2 separate regions of the Drosophila melanogaster genome follow, and region 2 is linked to region 1. A link is a contact called in public Hi-C data. All regions are on one chromosome and are shown on one strand. Each heading gives the region's core, a stretch centred on a gene start, on an enhancer-like site or on the middle of the called end of the contact. The rest is flanking DNA. Distances are from core to core; before and after follow the strand shown.

Region 1 (5,340 bases), core at 1,860-4,359:
TTGATCTTGTTTCCAGCTGCCAGGAGGACATTCCGACATGCCAGATCGCGATGTAGAAAGCGCTTCTGTTCCAGATAGGCCATGCCAGTCACAATCTGCACCGACCAGTTCCAGATGATGGTCAGCGAGGTGTGGCGGCATTGTTTTCGCAACGTATCCAGCAGCGACCCGCGCTCCGCCAGCTCTGTAATCATCATCATCGGCTGGGATAAGACGACGCCGTAAAGCCGCACCAGATTCGCATGATCCAGGGCGTGCATAGCCTGAACCTCGCGGAAGAAGTCATCGATGATGCCCGGTTGGGTGAGGTTGTCCGACTTCAGCACCTTGACGGCCACCGGGATGACCTTGCCCGCCGGCGAAGCACTCCATTCGCCGCGACGCACCACACCGAATGATCCGTCGCCCAGTTTCAGTCCCATTGTGATGTCCTTTTCGTGGATAAGGCAGGTAAGCTGGGTGCCATTGCCCTGACTGGATTCCCGGGCGGCGGAGGACTGCTTCTTGGACGAGGGTTGCTTGCCACCGCCAATTAGTTTGGACAGGATGTTCTTGCGCCACTGGTGGGCCTTCTTTTTCCGCACTGCCTCCATCAGCCGTCGAATAGCCGGTTTCCCCAGACCACATCGCTCCAGATCGTCAGGTAGCACGTAGTCGAAGTGCGCCAGCCGGGTCACCTGTAGGTCGTCCCGTATCCTGTCCAGAAACTGCTCCAGCTGCACCTCCCGCAGCAGATCCTCCAGCCAGGCCGTCTCGCTCCCGAGCCCACCATCCACCGCCGAAGTGGAGGTCATTTCCTGAGGGGACGCAAAACGAAACACAATAAGTTGAAGGCAATCTCAACAACATAGTGATCGGTGAATGAACTGTGGTCAAGGGTACTGGGTCAATCGCGCAATCACGTATTTTAATATGTATGTATGTATCCACTTGCCATATGCGATTAAATGGTCAGGGAACAGAGAAAGTGCGCAACATTTATGGACCGCCAATGCAATTCCATATCTTGTCATTAACAAAAGGTGAAGCAATGGGGTTCAGTGATTTCTGACGCAATAAAATATTTCGAAACCGTAGTTTTTAATAGCTAATTGAATTAATATACGTATATACATCGATTGATCAGAGGTTTGTAAAAGTAGTAGTATTCATTAAATCCTGATATATAGTTCTATTCTCTTTTTTCAACAATAATTATATAAACAATAATCTATTGCCTCATTAAAAAATACTTAATATAAAATCCAAGTTCACATGCTCGTCTATTAAGCGGAAGTAAGCTGGTTTCTAGATAAGCCATTTATTTAATTCCACGAATCCGTCAGGCGACATACGTGTTGAATCTATGGCTGCTTCCAAGGGGGCCAATGCATACAAAAGTGGATTTGTGTAAACATATCCCCACATGACGTCACGTTTTCTTGGCAATCCCTGTAAACGCATTGCGTCACCCTTCGAACCCTATCACTAAGAAGAGATACATATACATATGTATCTGTGTACATATATAGGAAGAAGTAGGTGGTTCGGGATCTCAGGAAATGCGGCTTGAACTTTGGCGCGTGCTGAAGTGGAGTTTATAAATAGACCGCAATAAAAGGTGAGCAGATGCAGGCACAGAATGTAACCGATATGCACGCCCCATGGGATTCCCCTTGGGATGAACAAAATGATAGCCAGATTGCTAATGTCTATTGTTAAGGAGCGAATAATAGAATTTACACTTTGCGGCGACAGTTTGACTAATTATTCGGGCGGAAACTGGAACTTAGCGGATGCGAGAGCCACACAGAGATGTCCAACGAGACAACAACGCCCAGTTGAGAGCAGGTTGCCAGTCCATCAGCTGTGTCGTATGTAGATACAGTCGAACGTCCGTAACGCGGCATCTGTCGTTAACTACACATATGTGCATATACTCGAAAATGGTGACTTTAAGGTACAGAAATAACCCAGGTACAAACGCTGGCATTGTGTATCTAAAAATAAATACAGCCGTACTTCCGCGATTCAAAACAAAACCCAGTTAAATTACCCTTCGATTTAATATTTTCGGCTAACATTGTATCCTATCATCATAAGAAGTATTATTTATTTAGCTCAATTTCATGGCAAATAACTTTAAGTTTAAGAAATAAAATTAAGTTTAGTTGGGGTCCGCGTACGGGGGTTCTACTGTACCACAGCTATCACACCCCGAATTCCACGAAGCGGCTAGTTCCATTCACTATTATTTTGTTGGACATTTGTACAACATTTCCACCGGGTGTTTGGCTGGAAAGGGTTTTTCTTTGTTTTTCGAAATACTCACCGAATATTAAACAGCTGCGCAGCTGCTGCGACGCTGGCTGAGGAGCGTCGACGTCAACGCGGACGTCGCAGTCGCTGCACTTGGCTAAACTTGAGAAAATTGGCAAACTTCCTGTCTGTAAGCGAACAGGTTGTCCAGACAAAAGATGTTGCGGCAGATGGAAGTGGTTTATGCGGTGGATATGGAGATTTCTGGCTTAAAGATGTGAAATTCGATATTCGAGTTGAAGACAGCGCAGTTGGCGTCGCAGTCGCCGCAATGTAAACGATTGTATGCGTGCGTGTGTGTGTGTGTGTGTTGGCTGCTTTGTTTACACTCGCCAAATGAGCAGCTGTCTGCTTGGCTGCTGATTTTGATGGCGGGCGGTTAGTGGTCCCCTCATGACGCAGACACGTAAATATTAATTTATAGTGCACACACGAGAAAACAATGAATATTCCGCTTTCAACAGCGCTCAGCCCCTCCCCCACCGACCATCCCACTCGATCGTTTCACGTTTTTGCACAATTTCACACACACACGCATTCGCTGCACGGCCGTTTGGGTCTGGGTGTATGTGTGCGTGTGTACGAATCGAAATGCACGAAAAAAACAGCAACGCAAATCGCAGGTGCCACGAAGAACCGAAAAGAGCGAGAATTCTTTACTTTTTCAATATGTTAACTCGCTGAAATCAGCTTGATTTTCTTTCTAATGCGGAAACATCGTCGTTAATCGCAGTTAGCTGCGCTTAATTTGCAATTGAAAATGCGCGACGGCCAAACACTTTTGGTATTTTTTCAAGCAGCTGATGCAGTGGTGATGGAACAAAACGCGATGAATGTTAAATATAACCGATGTTTCTCAAATCATAATTCTGAATATCGATAATTTATATCGAGTATTTAAGTTATTTACTGTTACGATTTAAAAATATGATTTAATATTTACTAACATTTAAACATAAAAATATACGTAAATATATAACTTTGTGAAAGTGGTAAATTATCGAAGTAACACATTTAATTTATAAAATTCTTGTAAATATTTTACATATGTAACTAAATCAAATTCATTTCTATTTCATTTAATCGTGATTAAAATAGATTCCAAAAAAAATTGTATTATCCCTGTTACTTAAATCTTTTTGTGCAAGTGTCAAGAAGTATTATTTTTCTTTAGAGAAGATAAATGTGAAATGCTTGTTTTTTCATTCCTTAAAATTGTTTCTATATTAATCATGTCAATTTTTATCACAGGAGTGCAGAACATTTAAAAACAAATTTGTTTCTATCATCTTGTGATTCAAATGTTGAATTATAAGAATTCGGTTTTATGTGGGCGCTGATTGCATTAATCATAGTTTTTTTTTACTAAAGTCAGCTTACATTAGTAATGTAAGTACTTACGACTGTAGCAAATATTAAAATGCATTTTTTTTTTTTTTTGATTATAGATAATACTTGGAAGTGGTATTTATTTGTCATGCGCTATTCATATCTGGCATTTTCCTTATTAAGAGTCACCCCGTTAAATTAAATCAAATTGAAGATTTCGCCAGCCATTGCGTGAGAAGTTGCCCCATTCCGAGGCACATACGTAGCTTTGGGTCGCGGCCATCAATCAATGGCGTAGCACGGCACGCCTATAATCTCGAATCCCCATATATACCCACTGTACAACGCCGTGGTGCGCTTATCAATCCAATTGAGTGCGCTGTTATTAATAACAATACCCGTGCTTTATATTAAACGCGTTGACTGTTGCATCAACGCCCCTCAGAAGCACACAGCGCGTCAATAAAAGTTGGATGAGTAATCCCAGTGGACTCGGGTTACCAACTGCCAGTGGAATGCATATGTAAAAACAAACAAGCCAGCCACCATTTACGGTCATTAAAAACATATAAAATAATTTATTCTGCTTATTAATTTGTTTAATAAATATACAATATATAAAACTGCGGGTTAGTCGCGCAAGTCCGCACAAGTGTGGTAAAAAATGGACTTAAGTAGTGTAACTTTAACGCTGTGTTAGAAACAGACAACACAGAGAACACAGGACATTGACTTGGACTTGTTTTGGGTTAAGATTGCTCTGGCGAAGGCACAACATCGTTATCATAATCGTTATCAGCGTGGTGATTGTTATTAGTCTAGAATTCCATTTCCATTAACACTTATACACGAACGCTTTCGATTTGGGTGGGTTGACTGACTGGGTTGATTAAAAATGTAGGTAATCGTTGGACAACTTCTTGGACAACTTGGACAACACAAATTTAAGAGACTTATACTTATAAAGTTAATTATTTTTTTTTTTAGGTAAATGCCGACAAAAGAAAACCAACTTCTGGTGTCGGACACTAGTCCGTCAAAGTTGTTTACAAAATATATACGTATTTAGGTTGATAAACCGAACAGAAAAAAAACATTGAGAAACTAACAACTAGAGTTACGAAGAAGTTGCTTGGTGTGGTCCACAGATTACCAGTCAACCCATAAATCAACGCACCCTACATTAGGTAAATATATGTAGATAAAACTGTAGAACATGCGACGAGGTTTGTGCTTGGCACTCAAGACTCCAGTCCAATGCTCCAGACTGCGCCAATCCGTTTACGACCAGCCGCCCGTCAGCTTGTGGAACATCTCCTCGTTCAGCGTCTGGTTGTTCTCCTTGGATCGCATGGACATGAATATGTAGCCGCCGATGAACTCGTGCACCACCTTACAGTCGGCCGACTGCACGGAGAAGACGATGTTCTCGTCCTGCAGCTGAATCATCATGCACTTGATGCCCCAGTTAACATTCCAGGCCTTCATTGTGTTGTAGCGCCAGGTCTTTATGTGATCGCCGGTGTTGAGGTCCATGCGCATGATACGATTGTTGGCCACGCCCAACAGCTCCTCCTTCTTGTGTCCATCGAACTTGATGATGAAGAGAGTAACACCGAAGTCTGGTAGAGATTGCCAAGCCTGGATGTACTTCATCTTGGCGTCCATTAAGCTCAGCTGGCGAACGTTGGCATGGGCCTCTAGGATCCTCTG
Region 2 (5,340 bases), core at 1,131-3,630, 5.6 Mb before region 1:
CTCCAGGACGAACTTGCCGCCCTCGTAGGGCGTGTCAGGCGGACCGGCGATCTCGCCGCGCAGCTCCGTCCAACTGTCATTGACCAGTTCGATTTTGATGGAACACTGGACGATCTGTTCAGGGATTACAAGCCAAATTAACAAATCAGTGGGGCCAATGTTTACATTTCACAAAGAAAACGGAGCCCATAAGCGCGCCAAAAACGCCACCAACGTTCGCGGACACCCTCCCCCGCCCCCTGCACCACGACCAGGGGCGGTGGTGCAGCTGGCATTGCCGAGGTGCCGTTTGAGTGTCCTTCGGCCTTGGAGCTCGGGACTCACCTCCTCGCTGCGCATCACCTCCTTGAACTCCCGCTTGATCCGCGACACTGCCATGTTCGCCATGATGTTTCCTCCGTTTCTCGGACTCTCCTTTCTGCTCTCTCCCTGTTCCCTGTTCACCGTTCTCCTTTCTCCGCCGCTCCTCTTCACCACGCTCTTCTTGCTGTGTTCTGTTCTGCCTCTGTTTTTATTGTTGCCCCCCCGTGCAATTTTGGATTTTGTGAGTGTTGTGCGTTGCGTAAATTACGCCTGGCTGTTGGCCTACAAGGTTGCTCCTTTCGATCGCTTTTCGAATTGTCGAAGCAACGAGCTCGACCAGCGCACGGAAAATAAAAAACTTATTATTCCAATTTCAACACGAATCTGACTTTTTACAGCGCTCAGCACGTCTATTTTGCCAGCGCTATTTCTTTTTTGTTTTTCCGTAGTGTGACCGCCGCGGTGCATTCGGATAATTCTGAAAGCTCGCCTATCGATTGACGTATCGATAGGGCTTCGGGGAAAGAGCGCGAAAATTGCTAACGAAGTTCGAATGTTCAAATGTTTAGCATATGAATAAATAACTATTACATAGGGACGTAATGAATTGGTGCTACTTGCTGCGAGCCATATATTGCCTAGATACGCCCTTAATACTACCCAGGTACACCCACTTCACTCAACTCATAACTATTTAATCATATTAAAACCTATTAAACATTTTAAGGAGGAGTCTTCTTCTTAACATTGGTCCTCCAATTATGTCCACTGGATGACATGATGACTTTGTTTCCCTGAAGGCGACATATCAGAATCTGGGAATCTTAACCGACACATTTTCCTAACTCGTTTCGATAATACAAATGAAAAGAAACAAAAGCAAAATCTACATAAAAATAACCATATTTACAAACTACTTTCCTAATAAATTCAGCTAAGCCCCATACACGAAGTACTCATTCTTACCTCTTTGTTGATAAAATCTATTTACGTTACAATGATTGGCTGAATCAATTCCAAAGTTGGTTTTTGTACCATTGGATAAAAAAGCCGCAGCTTTTCCTTGGCACACGTCAAAGGTTATTTTCCATTGCGTCTCTGATCTTGAATACTGAATACATGGCCTTATTATATAATCGAAGTTCTTTTGACCTCAGTAATATGGTTCCATTACGCTCGCCCGCCTTGTCTGCGGTCGGAAATTTGAAACTTGTTTTGCGCCCCATAAACAAAAACAAGAAGTTTAATCTTCTAAGGCGTAGGTCTCTCTTGGCAACAGTCCAAAAATAATAGACAGCCATTAATTATGCGCCATACGATCCTGTGTTTATAATGGTTATACTTGGAAAAGGGGTACACGAAGTGTTACTTTATTCACATTGCAATTTTAAATCAATATGAGAGAACTTTACCTAAAAAATTTTTAAGTGATAAACAATTAAGTGGATTACATTTTCAGCAAACTCTTATTAATAAGTTGAATGTTAACAAAATAAAAATATGATCAAAAAAATTAGAGGGCATATTTCATACCTGAAAAATCATTAAAGTCGACATTCTCTTTTACTGCTCAAATTCACGTTTCGCACAGCTCAATGGCGATCGAGAAAAAAACGTGTCAGCAAAAGCGTGTGGGGAAGTTTTGAGAGCCAACGCAACAACAGTTTTCGGATAAGAAATATACCCAATAGACATTCGGAGACTAATTAAAACGGAAGAGCTTCTTGCTTCTCCAACTCTTTGGACACACGTGTTTGTGCTCCCCTTTTGTGGCGCTCTTTCGCCACAAAACAAAACGAGTGACCGACACAAACAAATATGCCGGTTCTCTTTTACTCTCCCCGATATTCCCTTTCGAAGCATATGTATTATGACTGTGTGAAGAGGGATGCGTTTCCTACCCCATAAAATAACCAGATAACCAAAAGATACATTTATTGTCTTGTAACGTAAGGGTATCCATGCTTCAGCTTGATTAAATCAACTCTCCTCTGCGTTATCTCTTGCTCTCTCGCACCAAACAACTCCATAAACAGAAACTCAACTTCCCTCGCTTAAATTCAATTCAAAAGCGTTCTGATTCATTCAGCTTTTGCATTTTCTGAGCAGCGGCTGCATCCAAGTGAAATCACAAAGTACAAGTTTTTTTCGACCAACTTGTACAAACCGCATCGTTCAGTGATTAATAGTTTGTAGTTTAAAAGTAATTGCGACACTTTGCTACCTCACATGTTTCAAGTAAGTCCAGTATGGTGTACTACTCGATTTTGAAGTGTGCGTGCCTTTGTTTTCGCCTCGACTCAAAACATGCGTCGCATTCGGCACGTGGTTTTTGCCCCACCAACCCGCTATCCACGGCTCCATTATTCCTGTACTTGCAATGCCATTTGCGTCAGTTTTTAGGGATAAAACACGGAGAAGAGTACGTCAGCATTTGGCATTAGTTCATTTATATTTAGCCATGGGCACGAAAATAACAATTTAACAAATCGCAGTGTTTTTCTGCCGCGTTCGTTTGTTCAGCATCCCAGGTACAGTTGCACAAACAACAAGAAAACATCTCGGGGGCAACAAAAGCAAAGACGAGCCCCCGTGAAATGAAAAAGCAAGAACTGTACCTCGGATTTGAGATCTAGAAAACAAAACATTTCTGCTGGTATGTACAAAGTACATAGCAGAGATATTTGCAGAGCAACAATTATCCAGAACCAATTGAAAGCGGCATACAGCACAGATACACAGACAAAAAATAAATTTCTAAGTATGTGCACAAAAAGAGCCGCATGCATATAGGTTTTAAAAGTGGGAAACGCAGCATTAAATGTTTATTATTGTCTCAGATATTTAGGGTTTTTTTATGTTATTATGAATAGGAAAATATATTGACAGTCTTATGGGGCCTTGGAAATTTATTACCCATTGAAATATATATGAAACAATTTTATTGCATATCTGTGTGTTATTAAGAAATTACTGAGTTGTGCAGATGTAATGAAACTAAGCCGCAATTTTGTCTTACTTTAGAAATGAGGTCTGTGATTATTTTATAAAAAAAATTAATACTTATTATTGAAATTTTCGCTCTGTGTGACGTTTTACATATCTAAAATTGCAACATGACGTATTAAAAATTCTATGGAAATTACCTATCGAAAACAGCTGATTCCGAAAAAGAGAGGAAAAGTGCGTCCCGAAAGCTTTTCCTTGTGGCATCAACTTAACTGCGCATCATCCCATCCTTGGCGCTCTCTTGCGCTCTCTCGTAAAATATGGGTGTGTGTGTGTGTGGGCAGCCGGTGCGTATGTGTAATAGAAGCATACGCCATGTTGTACGGCGCTCAGTTCCATTCGCTCGCTCAATTTCGCCAGATGCGGCGCTCTGCGGCTGCTAATCCCAATCTCCCATTGTCGCTGAAACAGTGCACTTTTCACCTTACCTGGCGCAGAACAGCTGAGTGCGTCTTGTTATTAAACGGGTTGTTCAATCAAATAGTCGGCGCTTACCTGTCGCAGAACCTTCATCTCGGGATTTGTTTTGTGAATAATGCCCGATAAGAAATGCACGGAGAACGAGCAGAATGGTGCGTAGATTATATCCTAGAATTCACATTCCTTTCATTTCTGTCCGCGTGTGTGTGTGTGGTGCTAGGTTTTCATGGCCAACTGAGGGACATCCGTGGAACAGCTGTTTACCTCAGCCTTAAAAGCTTTTTTTTTGGCGCGCGCCTGTTGGCATGCCAGCATATTTTATATGTTAAAAGAAAACTCATAGATTTTACGGGTGTGACAACAAGCTGTTTATCTATCGAATATAATCAGTGTCAATTTGCAATTTATATTTATTCTTTTTCATGTTCATATGTAAATTTAATAGCAAACCGAGCCAAAATATTATAAATATAAAATTATTTGCAATGAAATAGGTAAATCCTTGCTTTTTGAAAGGCTAATATTGTAATAGTGCAATCCCATTAACTTGTTTAGATTTATACTGAGAAACACACTAGGAAATTCGAATTGATTAATGAAAATATTTAAAATTATAAAAACCTATCGCACCGCTTTAGTAGTCCGGAATCGAAATCGATAGCTTTCCAGTTCCCTGGAGAACGCGTAGAAAAATCACATGGTCTGGATGGGAATGGGGGATAATTGGGGTGGCTTTACAGAAAGAGCGAGCGAAAGAGAGCGCAGTGCGCAGCAAAAAGCTTCGTTGCTCTCTTTTACGCTCTTGCTTTCTCACCGATAAGGCGACGACGTCGACGTCGCTGCCCGCGTTTTGGCGAAAAAAATTTATAATAAAAACTTCTACTCATAGATTGTGTGATGCCAGTTCGCTCTGCTAATCCGATACGCGCTAGAAGTTTGATCCGAGACAATTTGGAGAAACAGGCTGGTTGTCTAAATTTAATCCACTCCAGAATGCCGAACATCAAAGTGTTTTCGGGCACCTCGCATCCGGATTTGGCCCAGCGGATAGTCGATCGCCTGGGAATCGATCTCGGCAAGGTGGTTACGAAGAAGTTCAGCAACTTGGAGACCTGGTGAGTAGTCCTGCAGGAGAATTTCCTTCGCAAATTGCGTGTGTGACCACCAACAAGTGTTTAACGACAACGGACAAATGTGTTTTTAAAGTGCGCTAATTGAGTTTGACGAAAAAGTGTTTGGTCTGCAAACACATGTGCTCAAAAGGTCCTTGACATTCGCTGAAGGTTGCTGGCGTTTCGCTGCCACAATCAACAATGGGAATCTATGGGAATTTGTGATTACCTAAAACTGAATGATTTTTCCTGAATTTTTGTGGCCTGCCTTTGGCTTGATTTCTTTTTATTTTTATTGATTTAACAAGTGGACTGTACACCGTCTTTGTCGCTATAGCCGTGCGTCTGTGTGTTTGTGTGTGTTTAGTGGCGTTGTGCTGGTATGAGTGAGAGTAACACACACACCAACATACACGTGAAGCTTGGCCAATGTCGCGTGCAATTTTCACAAAATTTAAATTAAATTTTTTTAAATCTTCCTAGACAAGAAATGCAA

What was found. A called contact is a pair of places that touch in the nucleus more often than the background predicts.
Region 2: a Hi-C map of the Kc167 cell line shows a contact between it and region 1, with 2.7 times the contacts expected there. The contact joins the promoter of Prps here to the promoter of Ack in region 1. A contact is called at or near these places in 2 of 107 Hi-C or Micro-C datasets (the Kc167 cell line and embryo).

What each region holds. Positions count from the first base shown.
Region 1 is chr3L:4,105,955-4,111,294 of dm6, reverse strand. Ack (Activated Cdc42 kinase) reads right to left here and starts at 3,109. Exons shown (of 3, transcript NM_139602.3): 1 at 2,312-3,109; 2 at 1-797. The coding sequence starts at 794. Fit1 (Fermitin 1) reads right to left here. Exons shown (of 2, transcript NM_139601.4): 2 at 4,179-5,340. The coding sequence ends at 4,909. lncRNA:CR45670 (long non-coding RNA:CR45670) reads left to right here and starts at 3,825. Exons shown (of 1, transcript NR_124778.1): 1 at 3,825-4,152.
Region 2 is chr3L:9,693,740-9,699,079 of dm6, reverse strand. Prps (Phosphoribosyl pyrophosphate synthetase) reads left to right here and starts at 2,380. Exons shown (of 7, transcript NM_140088.3): 1 at 2,380-2,541; 2 at 4,622-4,847. The coding sequence starts at 4,630. It overlaps Ubc4 (Ubiquitin conjugating enzyme 4), which reads right to left and starts at 744. Exons shown (of 3, transcript NM_001300085.1): 1 at 325-744; 2 at 1-114. The coding sequence starts at 387. It also overlaps asRNA:CR45804 and asRNA:CR45121.